7 separate regions of the Mus musculus genome follow, and regions 1, 2, 3, 4, 5 and 7 are each linked to region 6. Evidence: chromatin contacts called from public Hi-C and HiChIP or PLAC-seq data. All regions are on one chromosome and are shown on one strand. The core of a region is the stretch at or near the end of the contact, and the rest is flanking DNA. Distances in the headings are between cores, read along the strand shown. Region 1 overlaps D030068K23Rik (RIKEN cDNA D030068K23 gene). Region 2 has its middle 62 kb from the start of D030068K23Rik. Region 3 holds the start of D030068K23Rik (RIKEN cDNA D030068K23 gene). Region 4 overlaps Gm51549 (a long non-coding RNA gene). Region 5 has its middle 63 kb from the start of Gm34675. Region 6 holds the start of Zfhx3 (zinc finger homeobox 3). Region 7 has its middle 4.9 kb from the start of Gm34675.

Region 1 (2,700 bases), core at 97-2,596, 440 kb after region 6:
TGCTGCCTGGCTGTGGGATTACATGGATAAATTATAATTTCATAAAGCTCATACCAAGGGTTGCCCCTATGGGAAAGAAGAGGCTTTTCTTATAAAATACGTGTTATCTTTTCCTTTTATATTTAGCGTGTGTATGTTTTATGTATGTGTAAGGGTGCACGCAACAGGATACCTGTAGAAGTTCGAGAACAAGCTCTAGGAATCAACTCTAATTCTAGGGAACAAAGTCAGATCATCATGCCTGGTGGTAAGCACGTTGACCCATTAAGACCCCAAATTTATATGTGTGTGTGTGTGTGTGTGTGTGTGTGTGTGTGTGTGTATGTGTATGTGTATATGTATGTATGTGTGTGTATATATATATATATGGAGAGAGAGAGAGAGAGAGAGAGAGAGAGAGAGAGAGAGTGTGTGTGTGTCTCACTTTGTAGCCCCTGCTGCCCTGCTGATCTGGAACTCTCTACGTAGACCAGGCCCGCCTTGAGATCCACCTGCTTTTTTCTCCTGAGTTTAGGACTGAAGGTGTGTATTACTACGCCCAATTCAAGGCTAAAGTTTAAAAGTAGTTTTTAGAATAGCAGAGGATTTAAAAATAACTGACAAAATAAAAAGAAACAGCAGCTATAAATGAAAAAAACAATGAAACACTTATTTTCTAGGAACCGTTCATCTTGATTCAGCTTACTGATTCCAAATAGTTGAAATGAAAACATTTTTTCTTTTCTTTTCTTTTTTTTTAATGGCAGAATGGTATTACTGTAAATTGTGATACAAGATTAAAATAGCTCCCTGCACAGTAAAATTTGTCCTGAAGATTCTTTTGACAATTTTATGTCACCATGTGGTATGAGACCACTGATGAAAAATGTAGCAATTATGAGGGACAGAGGACTGTAAGTAAAACCTCATCTTGTTCAACAATAAAGATAATTTTACACTAATACTCAAGAAGGAAATAGCAGCTCTGAGCTTTATCTGTGTTAGTCTGCCATTCGCAAGTAAAACAACGTATTATATGGCGGAAGTGCTATAGTCTTAAGAAAACATGAGGACGACAAACATTAAGTAGGATCAGATTAAAAAACCAAATTGTAGAGAAACTTCATTAATGATTTATACGAGAGGGTACACATCATGTTAATTTAATTTACAGACGATGGTGAATCGGATGGTGTTGACAAAACCAGAGAGGGCACATAAAAGAGACCTAAAGTGGTTAGAAATATGGGCAGGAAATGAAATGTGATTCAACCTGGAAAAATGCAGCTAGAAAGTACATCTGGAGAGAATAAACAGAAACACAGTCATTCTGTTGGCAGCCTAGACGGTGCTTGGCAAGTCGTACTGCCAAGGGACTTGATTCGTGATGATAGTGTCAGCAAATTATGTATGGTCTCGCAACACGGTCCTCGGTGAGATCAGTCAGTGAGATTTTAGTATGTACATCTAAGAGCTCCGCATCACATCGCTGGAAGCTAAGTTCTTTTACTAGCACTGCCGAGATCACAATGAGAATACCAGTTTGTGGCCCCACACTTGATTCAGTTAAGCAAATTGCCTAATGTTCAAACTAGAAAATAAATGTAGGGCAAGCTTCAGACTTTAACTTACACCGAAAGATTAAAGGAAAACATGTTGTTCGTTCATTTTTTCTATTACGTCCAGTTACAGCACTTCACAAATATTCAAAAGACGTAAACATCATGGAAGTCAAGTCACTTTAAAGGTAGGTTAAGAGGCTTTATGGTTAAGTACTGGGATGAAATTAAGTAACGGAAATTTAAGACGGAATCCGGGAAATGTTTTCTGACAGTGAAATCTATTAGTCTCTGGAATGGAGTCCCCAGAGAGCTGGGGGGAAGTTCCATTCTCTAGTCATTGGACTGGATCAAGGCTTGGACAAAAATCATTATTAACAAAACAAAATGAAAAGACAGAAGAAGAACCAGTTTCAGCATTTTGTATCAGCAGAGATGTGCACACACAGTGACGCCATCAGATCCCATCTGATTATCTTCTCCTTAGACGTCTCTGATGGGCCGTGGTCTATCATTAAGGAACCACCTATTATTATTTTTTTAATGAATGCTTTTTAAAAGATCAAATTCATATTTTCCAGCTCATAGACTTCAATTTCCTGGATTATTATTTCTTTCTTCCAAGTCATAGGAAAGCTAGAAACGGAAACAGCCTTCCTTCCCCTGGTGATGAGATACGGCCTTAAATATTCCAGACCTTTGAATCAGATCTCACGAGGTCTCTGAGCTCTGAAGCCCCACTTATATTATTGCATTAGAAACATATTGTGATTGCAGTTTTGCAACCACAACTATGGAATAAATGAAAATTCCTTTACTTCCTTTTCCGGCTTGGTCCAAAGAGAGACCCTCACCAGATGGCGTGCTCGGAGTTGCTACTTACTTTTAGCAAAGCAATTGAACGAGGTTTAAACAACATAAAGCATGCAGTTCATCAAACATAAGACATTTTGCCAACTGGGCCTTTAAATCACCTCGGATAACTTTGTTTATAATTGCGTTTAGTACCCTAACTTTTAAGGATAAAAGAACAAAGAAGATGAATACTTTGATATAAAAATCCATTTTAATACAAGTGTGATTTGTTTAAATAAAAACAAATACATTAAAATATATGTTAGGTTTTAGGTGAGATGTAAATGTATTTATTTAATATGTATAT
Region 2 (2,700 bases), core at 89-2,588, 300 kb after region 6:
TGTCTCAGGGTAACTGCTGCAAGTCTCCCTGTAAGAGCTCAGGTTTTGAGAACAGGCAGGCAAAGAGCTTTCAAACTGGATAAGTTCAAGGCTGGCCTGAGCCTTCAAAACATAAGTCACATACCTGTATTCCCAGCACTTGGGAAGCTGGGACGTCTGGGCTGCACAGTAAGACCTTGTCTCTCAAAGGAAAAAAAAAAAAAGAGAGCGAGAAAGAAAAAAAATCCCCACACGCCATATTATTAAGTGAAAGCAGGCATAAAGAGCCAGTTCTTCAGATCTTTTATTTTTTTAATAAATCAAATAATATTGGCCATATTGTTTTTATTAGGGCAAAACCCCTTCTGGAAAGTCACCGCTCAAGTCTAATAATGGAGTAGGTAAAGGGTTTCGGTATTTTTCTGAATAATCAATACCAAAGCTGCTGATGTAAATTTATTTGAACTCTAGGGAACACAACCTTTGAAGTTCTGGGAAAATTTTAAATATAGTGTGCAAATCAATAAATGGACAAAAACATCACTGTCAATGTATTCATTTTTATTTGGACAGAAACTATGTCTTAAAATGTAACGGCTTACTCCCTCTCTGAACCTTTGCCTAAAGTCAGTCTTTCTTTCTTTCTTTCTTTCTTTCTTTCTTTCTTTCTTTCTTTCTTAAACAGAAGAAACTTGTGACAATCTCTGAACATGAAACATTCTTTTGGGCTATAATTAGAAATGATGTCAAGGTCCCTCTCTCAACAGGGTGACTCCTCAAACCCTAAGGAGTCCTCCTCTTTCTAGCCCTTTGTACTGATCATATGTATATATATATATATATATATATACACACACACATATACACACATATGCACACATACACACTTTTTTCCTCGGTCATTAATTCACATTCAAGTCTAAAACTGCGCTAACTGCTAACCAGAGGGCTTAAGAATATTTTATGGAGGGATTCTACTGGCCTACTTTGGTGGTATGTCTCACTTTGAATGGAATGCAGCTAGGAGATTTAAAATATATATCTATATATATTTTTTTTCATTACTGACTATTTTCACAGTCCACTAAGCAAAAATACAAAGCAATTTTTTTTCTTACCCCCCATTTTCCCTTCCTTCTCTCTCTTCCCCCTGTGGAGTTCAAATTAAAGAAAGGTGAAAATTGAAGCTGTTGCACGCAAGGCGATTGCAACATGCATATTTGATTTTTATGATGGATCTAAATTGCTGAATAAGGCCACGGAACAAAGGGAGACTGCAGCTTCCTGCCCATCACAGGCAGCCACTGGATGCAGAACAAAAGCTTCGGCCATTAGGGGCTCAGCAGGGAGACACATTATATAAATGACTTTGTCTTCTTTGCCCCCTCCCCCCTACTGTGTGCACTGGACAGGGGTAGGGGTGTGTGTGTGTGTGTGTTCGATGATTTAGTAGGGCAAGAGATAAGAAACGCTGGAAGCAGCTATGGGGAAAGAAATGAATAGTTGCATATGATTCAAAGGGCGCATGTTTTACTCCCTGGGCCAGGGTGACTCTCCGAGCTGTCTGTGCTCGGAGCATCTCCTAAAACTCCCAGGAGGAACATGGTATAAAGCCTTCAGAGAAACCTCTGGGTTCTCCTTATACTATTTTGTCTCTTTATTGAGAATGATGTAGCAGAAGGAAAAATGGCTAGGAAAAATTATAAAATTCTAGTAAAAAGCTAAATGTACTCAAAGAATAAATCTACCCATGATTCACTACGGCTTTGGCTTTCTGGAACAATGCATCAATACTGCCTTCCAGACTTCAGGAAAGAAAAGATGGACTGGTAAGAATCCAACTTTTAACACAGAAGAGTCAAACTACTTTAGCAGCCTCCCCTTCAGCGCCCTGCACTACCAGGAGGCTTCCAACACCAGCAATCCTGTGAGGTTAACAATCTCTGCACTCAGAATTTGTTTTGTGGAAGAGTTTTAGAAAACTTCACAAAGGCCAATCATGTTCTAAAGTCACCCAAAGGAAGGGTTGTAGGGAAATTTCCAGCAGAGAAGAGAGTCTAAGCAGAGTTAGGTTTAAGCACAAAACTCGTTAAGTTCTATGCTGGACAGGGCTGAAGTCCAGGTCACTGGCCACCCACGTTCAGCATTGTTGTGACTATACATTCGAGTGAGGAAATACCTCGTGTCAAGGTTCCATTTCAGAGACCATTCTTAGACACCCTGAGTCTTTGCTGACTCTTCTAACACAGTGACTCCTAACACAGTGAGGACCTCTGTCCCTTGGGTACAGAGTAGCAGAAGGTGTTTCCCTTATTTGTTATGATAAACCCAGCATGCTTGGTGAGGGCACCTCATGATCTCACGAGGTGAGCATGGTACAGCTAACTCAGGGGAATGCCACAAGGAAACAGCGCTTTATCCTCAGACTGTCACTACCATCTCAGACCGGAAGCAGAAACAAATCTTACCAGAGGTCATAAGAGACAATGGTAAGTTGATATTGTCTTCAGCTGGACACCAACCTGCCTTTTGGGAAGCACTTTGGGTTTTCCCTCTAAGGTGGTTAATATTAATTAAAATATTATGCATCTTTTTCTCTAATTGGGTGGCAAACATCTCTCTAAAGATTGCTAATGGATGCAGGTGAGGCGAGACGCTTAGGTTTGTCAACAGCTTTAAGCAGCTGGGGTCAAAGGGCATTCCCTAAGCCTGGTGCCAGAG
Region 3 (2,700 bases), core at 169-2,668, 360 kb after region 6:
ATACTGGCATCCAAAGATGCTTTCATTCACCATGAAGTACTCTGGGACTTCTGCTGAGCTGTTGCATCTTCAAATGGCCTGTGTAGGCAGGAAGCGGCTTCCAGAACATTCTGTCTCGAATTCTTGGACATTTCATAATCTCCTGCCTATTTATCAAATCGCATCACATTATACAGCTCTAATAATGCAGGTGTCCTGTGTTTTAAGTGCCTCTCCTTAAGAATGTATTACTCAGTTCATTAATGTTTCATCCCTAAGCATTGTAACATACTTAATTTTTTATTTTGTGAAATTTCAAGTCTTCAGGTTGAGAGGAAATTATTCAATGTCATCTAAGCTATTTCTGAAAGTGCTTGTCAGCAAAGAGTTTTGAAGAATTTTTGGAAAGGAGTTGTGAGAAACTTAAAGACATAAATCTAACGTTTTCTTGAACACATCCTTCCATTTTAAATTTGGAGCAGAAATTCTTCTGGAGAAGAATTAAGTGGAGCACACAGTTTCTCTTAGCTTTCTGGATGACAAGAAATTAACAGTGACTTTCATGATTTGTTTCAGGATGTTCTTTTAAAACCAAGATTTTATTGCAACAGCACAAAGTGTCTGTCTCTCAAACGCTTCTGGAAAACCCCATCACTTTAAAAAAAAGTTTCCTTTCTTTCGTATAAGTGATAAACTTGATAGACAATTAACTACCTGATAATATTCACCTGAAACAGAGGAGAACCGGGGAGACTCAGCTGAATCGGTTTGATTCTGGAAATGGTTTGGCTCAAACCACCAGTAGATCTTTCCATTAGAGACAAAAAAAAAAAAAAAAAAAATTAAGCCCCAGAACCTTTGAGTGTTACAGAAAATATAAACAATCTAACTCTTTGTCCCTTAGTCAGACAGAATTCTGGGATTAGAAAGAACTGCAATTTAGTGGGGCCTGGTGGCCCTCGTCGTTGAGGAGTCTCAAGTAGTTGGAGAAAACCTCATGTCTCTGGAACGCAGATGGCACCCGATATTTAATGGCAGAAAAATGGACTGCAGCTAAACAGCAAAAATAAACATTGTTCCGTAAGCTACGGGAAGTTCACAGATTCATCCGTTCTTTCAAGTTTGTGTGTTTGACAAAGTGGATCACTGACTTTCGTAACCTTCTATAAAGGTATATGGCCATATGCTTACCTTAGGGAAACCCTTCGCAGAGTCTTACTACACAGGTAACTAGTCTGGTGAGAGAGGAGAAAGGAGGCGAACTCCTGCTGTTCCTAGCTCAGTCTCAGGGTTACCTTCAAGACCCCAGAGGCCAAAGGCTAGAAACTTAGTTCATCACCAGCCAGCCAGAAATCAACTCAATAGGCCCGCCCACCTTAGCCACGCCCCCCACGTCTGGCCCAAGCTGAGCTTCCATTGGCTCATCTGTCTTTCACTCCAGAGCGTCCGGGACAAGCGCTCTGTTTTGAATCTTTGGCATCTTCAGGGATGGATGGAATCCTACAACTGAGGGAGACTGCGGTCTTGGGCGTGAGCAAGTGAGGAAAAGCGTGCTGGAGCGACCAGCAGCAAACCTCCTCAGAGAGGTGACGCCAGCTTCTTGGTTTTCACCTTAGGTCTGTTCCTCCAAGCCGGGGTGCCTTTCCCTCATTTACGCTCCTGAGGGATGCTCTGCTTGTAACCTTCCGCAGGGTTCCCGCGCGCGCTCCACACCTTTCCCAGTTGTGGTTTACACCCCACTGACTTCTCTCATCACATCCGTGTCTCCATCACCATCAGATACTTTTCTCAGTGCGTCTGAAAATGATGGGAAAGGCTCTCAAGCAGCCTAACGAGCACACTACCACCAGCACCCTTCACAAACTGAGCCCAGAACTTTCTTGAAGAAAGGATGCTGCTGGTCTCCCAGACCTTCCTGCTCAAAACCATAAGTTGGAAACACTCTGCAACGTGCTGCAAAATGTAAGTTAATCCTTTGAAAACGCAATTATTTTGTTCTTGGGCAAACCCTAGTGATACATAAGTCTATTTGGGTTATGAAGACTTAGAATTTGGAAAGACTAAATATCTCTTGGAAACCGCCTCTGATCCTTGACCTGATGCATAAAATTAGTGACTTATTGGAACCTCACTACTAACCTGTAGCTTCTCAGTGTATTATTACGCCCCTCCCCCAACCTAAATATTTAATTTCCCTTGAAATCAGGAGATTTGAGATATATCATTAAGAGCTCTCATCAGATTCCCTCCTTGGGGATCCCCAATTTGATTATTCAATGTGAGTACCTAAACAGATTCTTAAATATTATTTTTGTAAGTGGAGGAGATCACAGTCCCCCTTACAAACCAGGAAAAAAAAAAGGTGGAGGTTTTCTTGAGAATATGGCACATACAAAGAAAACGTGTCACTTTTAAAAGTTGACTCATCTGTAACTATACTCATCTGTAAACTATGGATTCCCTAGGGCTCTAAAAATATTATTGTATATATATTTTAAGTAGAAATAATTAAGCACAAAACCCAACTAGATGCTTTTCTTTTATAAAATGGCTGCTGCTTTATGCATGTTGGGAAAAATGGCTTCCTTTTTTTTTTAATTGGCTTTAAAATTGTTTTGTTGCCATTTATAAGTAAAGTTCTGTTGGTATTTACTGTCACAGTATTTAGTTTATTATCTAGGACTGCTTCTGCACCTGACAGACACCATCTTAGCCTTTACA
Region 4 (2,700 bases), core at 181-2,680, 330 kb before region 6:
CAGTTTCCAATGAAGGGCCAGTGAGTATGCCCATTTAAGGACGTCCTTCAGAGCGCTTTAGCTGGATTCCTATTTACCCATGACATATGCAACCGAGGAGTTCCCACTGAGGCACGGCACTTACCTCTCCCCCTTATTTTGTTCTTTTGGTTGGTTGGTTGGTTGGTTGGTTGGTTGGTCGGTTGGTTGGTTTGGTTTGGTTGGTTTGTTTTAAGATCTGAGTTTGTGGGATTCACTAAGAGACTTTATTTTTAGAACTCTGCCCAAAGGTGGGGGAGATAGATCAGCCAGCAGGAGCAGGGAGACCTGTGTGTAGATCTCCAGCGCATACGTAAACGTGAGGTAGGATGAAGGCTAGAGTCCAGGCAGTGAAGAGGCAGAGACAGAAGGATGTCTAGGCTTGCTGGCCAACCAGTCTCGCCAGTTCTGTAAGCTCCGGGTTCTGTGAGAGACCCTGCAACCCGTCTCAAAAAATAAGCGGGTAGGAGCACCCACAACCACAGTGGTCATTTGTCATTAGTGCTGTGCCCAGCTGTCATCACAGGAGTTCCTCACTACAGCCTCAGGTGGCTAGTACAGAGACCTATACCTGGTCAAAGTGAGACCATCAGCGATAGATTGCTCAGCCCCACTGGGGACAACTATAGCACTCAACACCAAGGCTCAGGGGACACTGAGGAAGAGGGCGTGGAAAGGATGTAAAAGCCAAGGAGAGGGAGATTTGCAGCAAAAGATGTCTTCTGCCCTGACGTCACCATATAGCTCGTGAATACACTGAAACTGGGGGGACCTGCACAACCTGTCCCTAAGTCACCACAGGAGGGGGAGGGGCACATAAGGCCTCACCCCTTTCCTAGCAGCTATTGGCAGTATCAGTTGTCGAGGAAAGAGTTATTTTCTTCAGTAGCAAACAGAGAAGCTGATCTTGCTCCAATGAATAGCCCCTCACTCGTGCCCGGGCAAGAATCTCTCATTCATTTAATGCATGGTCTCCACAGAGAGAGAACATGAGCAGAGGAAAGGGACTTAGCCAGAGGAGTGACAGTGGGACAGGAAGGGAGTAGGGGAGGAGAACGGGATGCAAATGACTAAAAAAATTCATCATATACATATATAAAACTGTCAAACGATGAAAATAATAATGCAAAAAAACATGCAAAAATAATAATAAAGTGGGAAATGGTTTAAAGAAGACACCCATTGTCAACCTCTGGCCTACACACACACACACACACACACACACACACATATACACACACACATGCAGCTCCGTACAAGTGGTTTTCTTCCATCTTTGCCTAGACAAGACCGTCCTGAGATCCAAAGCAACAATCGCCCCAGCACCAGGACAGTCTTGGCACTCTGTCCATATGTCCCTTGCTTTGGCCTTGAAGCCCCGCCCACTGTGTTTCCTGGGAGCTGACAGGCCTCACAGTCTGGAGACAACCGTTGCCAGCTTCCCCTTTTCAGGGCGCTTTAAGAAGTTCCCGTTTGGCTGTATTGGCCTGGCTTCCTTTGACTTTTCCGGGGGCACCTCCCGCCCTCCCAGTTCAAATCCTTTCTCGGATTCGCTATTGTTTGACTCCACGGTGCTTTTTGAATGTCAGAGCGAATTTGTGTTTCCAGTAAAGAAAGCACCTTTTTTTTTTTTTTTGCTTTGGGGGCCTGTTTTTAAAAATTGCATGGGATCTTAATTCCCGTGGAAAACTTAACTGTATCCCCAAGAAAAGGAACAAACAGGCAGAGAAAACCAGTGAGCGGGGCGGCCCCATGCCTTCACTCGCCCTGGCAGCCACACAATTGCATACAGCCAAGCTGACTAATGTTGACGTATCCAGGTTGGAAATGACAGGATATTGTGGAGGGCCAGTCACTTAATGAACCCCTGCGGGACCATCTTGGTTACTAACAATTTCTCTCTAACTCATGAGGCAGGGGAATCTCAAGCCCCCAGTGTTTCACTCCGTCACGTTCCCCCGCTGCCCCCTCTCCCCCCACCCCCGCCCTGCTCTGCACAAACAAACCAATTATGGCAACGGATATAAATTGGACCCCTTTTCTGAAAACGCTCCCTCAACCTTTTTTTGTCCGCCCTTCCTTCCTTGGCGCCAATCAGCTGGCTCACCAGGTGCACTGTGTGCCTGCACTCAGACTCAAACGCAAGTGCACACAAGTGTGTACGTGTGCACACTGCGGTGTGTATTCTGTACACAGCCTTCACTGATGTTTCTGCCCTTGGATTCAAGTTGGTTTTAGTCATCTATATATTCCTTTAATAATATTTTTCATGGAATACAACTTAAAAATCTTTTTTTTTAATTAGATATTTTCTTTATTTACATTTCAAATACTGTCCCTATACCCTTCCCCCGCCCTGCTCCCCTACTCACCCACTTCCACTTCTTGGCCCTGGCGTTCTCCTGTACTGGGGCATATAAAGTTATAGGGGCCTCTCTTCCCAATGATGACCGACGAGGCCATCTTCTGCTCCATAGCTGTCTTGTGTGAGGCTATGCCAGTGCCTGGCAAATACAGAAGTGGATGCTCACAGTCATTTATTGGATGGAACACAGGGCCCCCAGTGGAAGAGCTAGAGAAAGTACCCAAGGAGCTTAAATATCTTTTTACTGCCTTTTACACTTCAGCCAGCCCCGAAACTCTTTCCATCCTGTACCTTAGGGAGACCACTAGAATAATTCT
Region 5 (2,700 bases), core at 125-2,624, 470 kb before region 6:
CCTGTGAACCCTTGGACAACAACCCTGCCCCCTTAATAAACAACTACCCCTCAAATAGCCCCCAAAGTCCCACTGAAACCTTAGCTGCCTGCCTGGTGCTCCCTAACGGGTCTTCTATTCCTGTAACACCAAAGCAGCTTCCCGGCAACCTATTGGACGCATAGGAGGGAGAAAAGAATATATTTTAATAAATCGAGGATGGCGACGGGGTTGTGAAATGGGTTGTAGAGCCCTGTTCTTTAGTCCTAGAAAAAGATGAGGCTGTTGTGGGGTGGGGCAAGATTGAGGGGGGGTTGAGGGTAATATTGCGAGATAATAGCAACTATGTTAATATCCGGAATTTTCAATGTAGCATAAGTACATTTTGTTTTTCCTTTTAGCACGATTTATAATTAAAGATTTTAATCTGGCTTCACATTGAGTTAATAAGCCCTTTGATTGATTAGGATTCATAAAAATTGCCATTTCCCGCTGATGCTTTTGTGTTTCTGGGGATGCTCTTCTGAAAAGCCGGGTTAAGGTGAATAGGAAGCTGCCATTGTTCCGGCTGAGCTGGGCCAATTCTGGGAACTCCGAACTGCTGTACTCCGCTTGTCCTCGGCAGTATCTTGTTGTTCAGCCAAATTAATGCAGATAGGATCGGCTGGGCTCCAGTTTAGCCAGGTTTGGGGGGGGGGGGGGTAAGGGGGATTCTTCTTTTTAAAAATGTCACCAGGTGCTCTGTACACAGCTCTTTGCTTCTGTGTGGTGACCTGCGCTTTGGTTTATGCAAGTAAATAAATAAAAACTACAATGAAATCTCATCAAATTGATAAATAGAAATGTTAGGAACTGTTTCAAAGATAAAGGGAAGAAAATTACAAAGTAAATGCATACAGAGGCGACAAACCCTAGAATACTAAGCCCCAGATTTTCTTTACAAAATTCAACTTCAGAGGCTGTGTGAGCCGATAAATTACCCGTTTGCATTAATGGCCAATCCTGCAATATGTGGGAAGTGTCCTCCTTCAGCTAAAGGGATGTCTTAGAAATGTAAACACAAATGAATAAATAGGAGAGAGAGAGAGAGAGAGAGAGAGAGAGAGAGAGAGAGGGAGAGACGGGGAGGCAGCCAGGCGGTACGCTAATGCTATTTATCGAGTTAAATAATAGACCCTGCCATCCTTTCCTTCCAAAACCAAACCAAAATTAAGAGCCAAATCAAGAAACAATGATAAATTCTGAGAAAGGGGAGAAGAAAGACAGAGCATGTGAGCCAGGGCCTGTGATTTGAAACGTTCTGTCAGAGAGGCCCCCTTCTCTTCAGCTTATTGTACCCTGGATGTCGGTGAGGGGGGCGTACAGGAGAATTCCCGTCTGCCCACCCTCCCGTCGCTTATTTTTATCAGGGGAAGAAAAAGTGACTGTGTTCAGCTTCCGAAGGGCCTCACTGTGGGGACTGAACCACAGCAAATTCCCTTTGTGTTTCTGGTTCTGAAGGGGCCTGCTATTGTTGCTTGCAGAGACTCTTGAAAAGGCAGGAGGGGGAGTGGGGCCGTGGCAAGCGCCGCCCTCCCCCCCCCAATTTCAACTTGTTCCGGGATCAGTAGTCTCTCCTCCCCTGTCATCCACCCCGACTTCTCGGCATGACTATCATTTTTGTGTACTCTCATCACCATTCAAAAGGGGTCTGAATACAAACAGTTTAAGCGATCATGAGAAACACCGGAAACCGTGTCCAGAGAGCTAAGGGGGCTTGGGGAAGTGTCCCCCAGGTGGGCTGGCAGATGGCACTGGCCTGGCTCTTCTATGGCACCGTCACTCCAGGCCTCTGCCTAGTGTCAATCTGTTAACTTTAAAACCCCACCTTGCTGGCTCTGTTCTCAAAGACCTGATTCTGAAAAGCACTCTGGGTCCTGGCCACACTGGCACCACCCCTTGGATAGAGACTGGTCTTCCGTCCTCAACTCCTTTTCCCTCCATAAGATTGCTGTTTCTCCACAGTATGACCCACACCAGTCCAAGTGAGTCACCAAACGGGTGGAATGAAACCAGTTTGAGTTTCCAGTCAGACCACAGTGCCCCAACCTGCCGGAGGAGCCCGTGCTTGGCCATCACTGGTCTCATTCATTCCTGACCAGCAGGCATAATGGGTGAGCTTTTAAAGCTCACTAATGAAGAAAATTGACCCTAAGCAAAGGAAACCCGGTCCCTTAATACCACCCAGATTGGACATTAGTGCATTCCAATTTTTTTTTTTAAAGGAAAGAAAACAGTCTGACACATGCATTTGCAGCAACATGGAAATAAAACAAATTTAAAGCAAACTTTCCCCTCCCCCCCATCCCCCCCCCCCCCCAACTCAGGTCCCAGGGAATGACAGCAGAGAAGGAGCAATTCCTGGTGCAGTGTGCTCCATCAGTTAAAGGTACCTTTGAATGAATGTCAGCCCCTTTCTACCTTAGTGCCAGTCGATCGATGCTTCATTAGGACTGAATTGTCTTTTGCCCATGCAACCTTGAAAATAGTCCCTTTAATTACCTGTGAGGAAGTCAGGATCTCTCTCTCTCTCTCTCTCTCTCTCTCTCTCTCTCTCTCTCTCTCTCTCTCTCTCTCTCTCTTCCTTCCCTCCCAGTTTTCTTTGGCAGCAGAAGGGGAGGTGGGGGCTATGGAGACAGGGTCATTCACGTTTATTTACAGTTTGTATGTCTGGATCCATCA
Region 6 (2,700 bases), core at 167-2,666:
TAATTGGTTTTCTTTAAGGTGTTCCTGACTCGTGTGGCTAACATAAATAACAGTGTGTTTTGAAAACACCACCTGTTCTTGAGCCCGAGGTCAGGCAGCCTGAAGCAGGTCTATGGAGGCCATACTCTGGCTCAAAAACCCATCCTCCCCCAACCCCCCCAGACCTGCTCTCCCCCTTCCCCAAGTTTGACTAAATTTGGCCTCTGCCCTCCTTTGTCCCTAATCAGACATGATTCCCCAGAGGCAGCTCTTTTCTCCCAAGGTCCTAGCTTGGGGTGGGGGAAGGGAGACGGCGATTGCAATCTTTTTTTTTTTTCTTGTGCTAAAATATAGACAGGGTAACAGACTGCGCCCAACAGGTTAGGTATTTACATCGATTTGAAACCGAATTCTATTGTACCAAAATGCTTCCTACATTGGGGCCCTGTAGTTTTCACCAAGCAAGCCTCCCCCTTTCCTCCCTGTTAGTGTGTGTTTAATGCAAATACGATTCCATACATTCTGCTCTTCGCCGGGTGAGCTTATTATATTTCTAACACTTGCATGGTTCATTATTGTGCAGTAGGAAAAGACTCGCGGCTGCCGGGGGCAGCCTGGGTGGCTGGTTTTCAGAAAGAGAAAAAGCAGGTGTCTTTCTATGCTGGGAATGAAGACTAGATTTAGGAGGAGGGTGGAATTCTGTCTGAGAGGACTGGAGCCTTCCGGTGAGATTTCAAGGGGGCCTGCCTTTGCATAACAGAACGCCAAAGGTGAACCTTGGGAGACCTAGAAGTGCCCAGCTGTCGCTGTGACCAGCCGAGGTAGCCCCGTTGGGTTTGATCCTGGTGGTAGAATCGTCTTGAGCCGGGCCACCTTTCTTGCCCTGTCTGAAATGCTCTGTGGCTCCTAAGGGCAGTCTCCTGATCCTGACAGCGGGTGGTTCCAGGCTGCTTGGCCTTTTCTAGTCGTTTCTTGCTCTCCTCTTCTCCCCCTCTCCTTAGAAACTGTCCTTAAACTCTCAATGGAGAGTGAGTGAGTAGGGGATGTTTTCGTAAGTTTCTGCAGCTGAAAAACAGAAGTGCTCTGTGAAGCAGTTAATAGGATGGGTGTGTGTTTCAAATAAATTCCTGTCCACATTGGCTAAAGTCCCCATGTTAGAGTGGCCTGGCTCTGACGTGGACAGGGCCCAGAGACTGATGGATCAGGGTTCGGAGGCCCCGACTGCTTGTTCTTCTCTTTTGGGGGAGAGACTGGGGGTGGCCGAAGGCGCGTCCGTTTCTTCCAGGCCGGCCTTTGACTTTTGATGAGCGGTGCGGTCAGTGCCTCGCGGGGACGCGGCTTTGTTCCTGCCGGGCCGGTTCCTGGGTTGGTGCAGGCCAGGGCAGCCAAGGCTCCTGTCCCCAGGCGAGTGCGGCCCAGGCCGCCTCCAAGGCTGGTGCTGGGAGCCCGGGCCCGGCAGCTCCGGCCCTGCTCCTGTGTGTTTGTGCGTCTATGTCCCCAGGTCCCCGCAGGCGCGCGGGCGCGGCCACCGCGAGCAGCCCGGCCTGCGCCCAGCGCGACTGTAGATGTCAGGCTTTGCCCGGGGAGCCGAGAGGCTGCGGGGCTGTGAGTTTCAAATTAACCTTCCGCTTTGTTGCTGTGTAATGTGGATCCCCGAAGGCCCCCCGCCCCGCCCGCCCCCCTTCCTCGGGCGGTGCGCGCTGCAAACTGCGAGTTGAGCTTCATTTACATAAAGCGATTCCGGGCGGGCGGGCGGGCGAGCGGGCGGCGCAGGAGGAGGAGAGAGGCGGGCAGGCCGGGACGGGGACCGGGACGCAGCGCCGCGCCCCGTGGGTGAATCCCCGCCGCGCCTGGGGGACCTCCCTCCCCGGGGCAGCCCGCAGATCGCCAGCCCCGGGCCGCCACCATGCGCGCCCCGCCCCTGCCGCCAGGCCCCTCGCTCCTAGCCTGCGCCACCGCCGAGCCCGGGGGGCAGCGGGAGGTGGGGAGAATGCCGCCTGGGGTGGGTAAGTTCGGGGCTCCGCTGCCACTGGAATCTCCCGTTGTCGCGCTGCCCGGCGTGGTGGCCCCCGGACCTCCGAGTGCCTCCTTCCTCCTGAGGTGTACGGAGGCTTTGTGTGCCAGGTGAGTGCAGCCTCCCTCCCCCGCCGCGCCGCTCGCAGCCGGCCTAGCGCTGGAGGCAGGTGCTGCGAGTGAGTCTTGGCTGAACTTCCCATTCTCTTGGGGCGTGTGGGGGAAGGGCAGGCTTGGATGCACTTGAACTCCTAGACTCCAGGAGGAACCTACCTGGGGAGAGAGTGGCTTAGAGTCTGCTGGGCACCAGAGTACGTTCTTCCTCCTATCTCCTCTTGCTTTTCCTTCCCGACCTCCTCCTCCTCCTCCTCCTCCTGCTTTTGGGTTAGTTCCTACCTTGTTAATACTTGGGGGTACTGGTGCCATTGAGAACTTTGGATTCTTTGGTCTAAAACACACCTTCAGCTGCCGGGGGGGGGGGCGGTTATGAAGGAAAGAGAGAGAGAGAGTGAGAGTGTGTTAGAAGTCGCTGGTCAGTTTGCAGCAATGTGAAGAATGTGCCTGTTTGGGGAGTAATTAAAGAGAGAATCAGGGCAGAGCTGGCGGGACCTATGGAGATCATCTTGGCCTGGCTGCTCTCTAATTTCGGTTTGTTCTTCTGCCAGAACCGGTACAGCATTTATTTTGGGGGGCGGGAAGTACGAAGGA
Region 7 (2,700 bases), core at 119-2,618, 400 kb before region 6:
CCTCTGAGAGCCCTTAGCCATCCAGGGTACCCTTGTGCATCCCTTGTCAGCCCACCGGTCTCCTTCTGGGTGGTGGCAGTCCACTTGTAGCTTCTTTGGTGGCTTGATCTTACCCAGCTGGCTCACAGGTAAGGATTACCTTTTTCAAGGACTTATCTAATCAAGGAGTGGGGCTGGGTGATGAATAGGATGGGGGCCTCTGCTCTGTATCCTTAAGCACTTGAAGAATGGTCCACAGATAAGGACCTCACCGATTCTTTGGGTTAGAGAGGCCTTCCTTTCTTACCTCGAAGGTGTTGGTGTCACTTGCTTTCTAACATACTGACATATAGGTGCTTCTTTCATTCCCCTCCTGTCTATCTGATCAAGCCAGAAAGGAGAATACTGCTGTCAAGTTCTGTAGATAAGTCTTAACTGACTCTGTAGAAGCTCAGACCAAGTGGAAAGCTATGGATTTGTAACCAGGGCCCTTTTGACAGATACCCTTATCTCCTATATTCCTTCTCCCGTCTCTCATAGCCATGTAATACTTTTCATTATTGGGGACATGGTGGCCACACATAAGGACTACTTGTCCCACTCTGCTTTGCAGCTAAATGGGAGTACGCAAATATGCATGGACCTTTCCTGAGCTGTGTGTGTTAGTGTGTCCCTTCTTTGTTTCTTCTCTTTTGCTGCTTGGGAGTCAGGGGCAGTCATCTTGGACCATGACGATAGGGATGCCTTAAGGGTGTGGAAGGCACTTAAACTTCGGAGATTCAGGATGTGCACAATCATGAACTGTGCTGCTACTTTGGAAACTAGACTTGCTCGGGGCCTAAATCTAATCCTTAATGATTTGCCACCAATGTTTTCTTTTCCACAACCCCAGATATCATTTCATTTCATTTCATTTGCTTTGTGTGTGTGTGTGTGTGTGTGTGTGTGTGTGTGTGTGTGTGTGTGTGTGTGTTGTTTTCCAAATTACAATACAAGGTTCTGAGATAAGAAACACAGGGCTAAACATGGAGGGAATCATTCCAGGTCTACCTCACAGGACGAAGACTCTGCTCATCACCTGCTGATCCCCATTCCAACCGGAAGGAAAACACTGAAGACATCTCAGCTCTCAGCTCCTAAATTCAGTGCTTGCTCTTCGTCTACTGAGAGGCTGATTGCTTTGTGCTGTACCCTGGGATGCCTGCTGTTTTATCATGGCACAGGCTAGGGAGACGGAGAACAGCTATTCAGAGCACAGCAGTCAGAGAAAATTCCAGGAAGCATTCTCTCTGTGCTCCTCACCAGCATCAAGACCGTTCATGTTTTGCCCTAGCCCAAGCTGAGGACGTACCCAAGGCCAAGAGCAGTGTGGAGCAAGACAGACGCTGGCCCTCTTGGGCACATCCACACCCAGCCCTACCTGCTCTGTGACCATCAGACTGCCTGCTCCTACCTTGCTTTCACCACCCCTGTCATGTTGCTTACCCAGTGGCCTTTGCCACTAAGGAACCTAAACAAAGCCAACTGACTAGTGGCCTTTCAGGGATTAGGGACACAGAAGCGAAGAAACTTTTCTGTCCAGACAAAGGGAAGATAAGGAAAGATGGAACTAGGGGTGGGCCTGGGACTAGGTTGGACCCCCAAGCTCCCCAGTGTGACCAAGCCTCAGCACAGCTGTGACATTAGCAGCCATCGTTTGGAGGCCCAAAGATAATTCTTCAGATCAAAGCGGCCCCGTCTTTAGACAATTAGAGTGAAATTGAAGCTCTCCTCCAAAAGAAACACATGCTCTTGTTATGTTTCCCCTCCCCCCACCCCTGCCTTATTTGATTCTTTATGAACAAATTGGTTTTCAGGGCTATAGAAAGGACCAATTGGAAGCTTAAATTCTTGCTCTCTGCCCCCAGGGTGGATTCACGGGGGTGAACACGTTAGATCTGAAAGCTGACTTCTTCTTCTCTCTCTCTCTCTTTTTTTCCTTCTTCTCTTTTTTAAATTGGTATCTAAGAATAAAAGAGGACCACGTAGGCAAAGCTGATCAGGCCGAATAAAGTCTCCTTTTAAGCGGAAACCACCCCTCCCCCTACCTTCCCTCCAGAAAAGCCAGACTGTAATTGCTTGCAATCACTCCACACAAATTGTCTGCTCGTGTTTGCTTTTTAATTTTGTATAATCTGGTCCATTTCGCTCTCTCTGCCTTTGAGCTTAACCTTCCTCTTTCTCCCTTCCTCTTATTCGGAGTCAGAGTCAGCCAGTCTCTCTCTCTCTCTCTCTCTCCCTCCCTCCCTCCCTCCCTCTCCTTCCCTCCTTCCTTCCCTCCCTCCTCTCTTCTCCCTTCTTCCTTTAATTCTTCAAGACTATTTTTAAATTATTACTAATTTTCAATGATAGTTGATGGCTCTTCCTAAGCAAAGGCACTTAGAGAAAAAAACAAAAAAAAACAAAAAACAAAAAACAAAAAAAAACAACCACAGGTGTACTGGATGCAATGGGTCTATCCTGTGTCATCATAAATGTTTATTTCTCTGCCCAAAGTAATATAATGCATTAATACTGTTTCTTGACGTGTTGAATATATTTTAATAACTAAACGACTGACCCCAGAGTAGGGAAAAATGAACCAGAACCATAAAGATGATTGTTCAGAGTGGCAAAGCACCATTGTCTGGGGGTTGCTTAGCAGGTACGTGGTTCCCAGCATCACTGGCTTCATCTGCTGTC

What was found. Hi-C and Micro-C count contacts between places; a contact is called where the count stands out from the background. HiChIP or PLAC-seq counts read pairs in DNA pulled down with a chosen protein or histone mark.
Region 1: a contact with region 6 is called in a FOXA1 HiChIP or PLAC-seq map of pancreatic cancer cells. The contact joins the enhancer-like site here to the promoter of Zfhx3 in region 6. A contact is called at or near these places in 3 of 484 Hi-C or Micro-C datasets (adipose-derived mesenchymal stem cells and embryonic fibroblasts) and 6 of 115 datasets of contacts at active chromatin or transcription factors (craniofacial prominence, embryonic hindbrain, embryonic midbrain and 3 more).
Region 2: a contact with region 6 is called in a Hi-C map of liver, with 2.1 times the contacts expected there. The contact joins the enhancer-like site here to the promoter of Zfhx3 in region 6. A contact is called at or near these places in 2 of 39 promoter capture datasets (the HPC-7 cell line and liver), 13 of 484 Hi-C or Micro-C datasets (the HL-1 cell line, brown adipocytes, embryonic fibroblasts and 5 more) and 7 of 115 datasets of contacts at active chromatin or transcription factors (bone marrow-derived macrophages, craniofacial prominence, embryonic forebrain and 3 more).
Region 3: a contact with region 6 is called in a Hi-C map of embryonic fibroblasts, with 2.0 times the contacts expected there. The contact joins the promoter of D030068K23Rik here to the promoter of Zfhx3 in region 6. A contact is called at or near these places in 1 of 484 Hi-C or Micro-C datasets (embryonic fibroblasts) and 1 of 115 datasets of contacts at active chromatin or transcription factors (bone marrow-derived macrophages).
Region 4: an H3K4me3 HiChIP or PLAC-seq map of embryonic hindbrain shows a contact between it and region 6, with 2.4 times the contacts expected there. The contact joins the enhancer-like site here to the promoter of Zfhx3 in region 6. A contact is called at or near these places in 2 of 39 promoter capture datasets (liver and pre-B cells), 1 of 484 Hi-C or Micro-C datasets (palatal mesenchyme) and 9 of 115 datasets of contacts at active chromatin or transcription factors (bone marrow-derived macrophages, craniofacial prominence, differentiating embryonic stem cells and 6 more).
Region 5: an H3K4me3 HiChIP or PLAC-seq map of embryonic forebrain shows a contact between it and region 6, with 9 times the contacts expected there. The contact joins the enhancer-like site here to the promoter of Zfhx3 in region 6. A contact is called at or near these places in 3 of 39 promoter capture datasets (cranial neural crest, frontonasal cranial neural crest and hippocampal neurons), 9 of 484 Hi-C or Micro-C datasets (the MC3T3-E1 cell line, the N1E-115 cell line, cerebellar granule neurons and 6 more), 12 of 115 datasets of contacts at active chromatin or transcription factors (astrocytes, craniofacial prominence, differentiating embryonic stem cells and 9 more) and 1 of 9 other capture datasets (embryonic tail).
Region 7: a contact with region 6 is called in an H3K4me3 HiChIP or PLAC-seq map of embryonic forebrain, with 5 times the contacts expected there. The contact joins the enhancer-like site here to the promoter of Zfhx3 in region 6. A contact is called at or near these places in 7 of 115 datasets of contacts at active chromatin or transcription factors (craniofacial prominence, embryonic basal ganglia, embryonic forebrain and 4 more).

Annotation. Positions count from the first base shown.
Region 1 is chr8:109,154,360-109,157,059 of GRCm38.p6, forward strand. The region is part of intron 2 of D030068K23Rik (RIKEN cDNA D030068K23 gene); the gene reads left to right. All of the region lies in intron 1 of 4922502B01Rik (RIKEN cDNA 4922502B01 gene), which reads right to left. Among named protein-coding and RNA genes, the nearest start is that of D030068K23Rik, 80 kb to the left of the region's middle. Within about 2 kb of position 1,347, at least 70 of the 459 cell types and tissues checked have an H3K27ac peak or open chromatin away from gene starts, as enhancers often do. A contact at or near this core is called in adipose-derived mesenchymal stem cells, embryonic fibroblasts, fibro-adipogenic progenitors and 1 more, where this site is marked.
Region 2 is chr8:109,011,518-109,014,217 of GRCm38.p6, forward strand. No RefSeq gene overlaps it. Among named protein-coding and RNA genes, the nearest start is that of D030068K23Rik, 62 kb to the right of the region's middle. Within about 2 kb of position 1,339, at least 17 of the 459 cell types and tissues checked have an H3K27ac peak or open chromatin away from gene starts, as enhancers often do. A contact at or near this core is called in embryonic forebrain and liver, where this site is marked.
Region 3 is chr8:109,073,804-109,076,503 of GRCm38.p6, forward strand. D030068K23Rik (RIKEN cDNA D030068K23 gene) reads left to right here and starts at 1,419. Exons shown (of 10, transcript NR_126329.1): 1 at 1,419-1,565; 2 at 1,671-1,941.
Region 4 is chr8:108,385,926-108,388,625 of GRCm38.p6, forward strand. All of the region lies in intron 1 of Gm51549 (a long non-coding RNA gene), which reads right to left. It also overlaps a transcript of Zfhx3 not described here. Among named protein-coding and RNA genes, the nearest start is that of Gm51549, 6.7 kb to the right of the region's middle. Within about 2 kb of position 1,431, at least 57 of the 459 cell types and tissues checked have an H3K27ac peak or open chromatin away from gene starts, as enhancers often do. A contact at or near this core is called in bone marrow-derived macrophages, where this site is marked.
Region 5 is chr8:108,245,222-108,247,921 of GRCm38.p6, forward strand. No RefSeq gene overlaps it. Among named protein-coding and RNA genes, the nearest start is that of Gm34675, 63 kb to the right of the region's middle. RefSeq lists an enhancer at 1-1,610. Within about 2 kb of position 1,375, at least 22 of the 459 cell types and tissues checked have an H3K27ac peak or open chromatin away from gene starts, as enhancers often do. A contact at or near this core is called in the N1E-115 cell line and embryonic forebrain, where this site is marked.
Region 6 is chr8:108,713,228-108,715,927 of GRCm38.p6, forward strand. It overlaps Zfhx3 (zinc finger homeobox 3), which reads left to right and starts at 1,417. Exons shown (of 10, transcript NM_007496.2): 1 at 1,417-2,103.
Region 7 is chr8:108,313,178-108,315,877 of GRCm38.p6, forward strand. It overlaps a transcript of Zfhx3 not described here. Among named protein-coding and RNA genes, the nearest start is that of Gm34675, 4.9 kb to the left of the region's middle. Within about 2 kb of position 1,369, at least 7 of the 459 cell types and tissues checked have an H3K27ac peak or open chromatin away from gene starts, as enhancers often do. A contact at or near this core is called in embryonic forebrain, where this site is marked.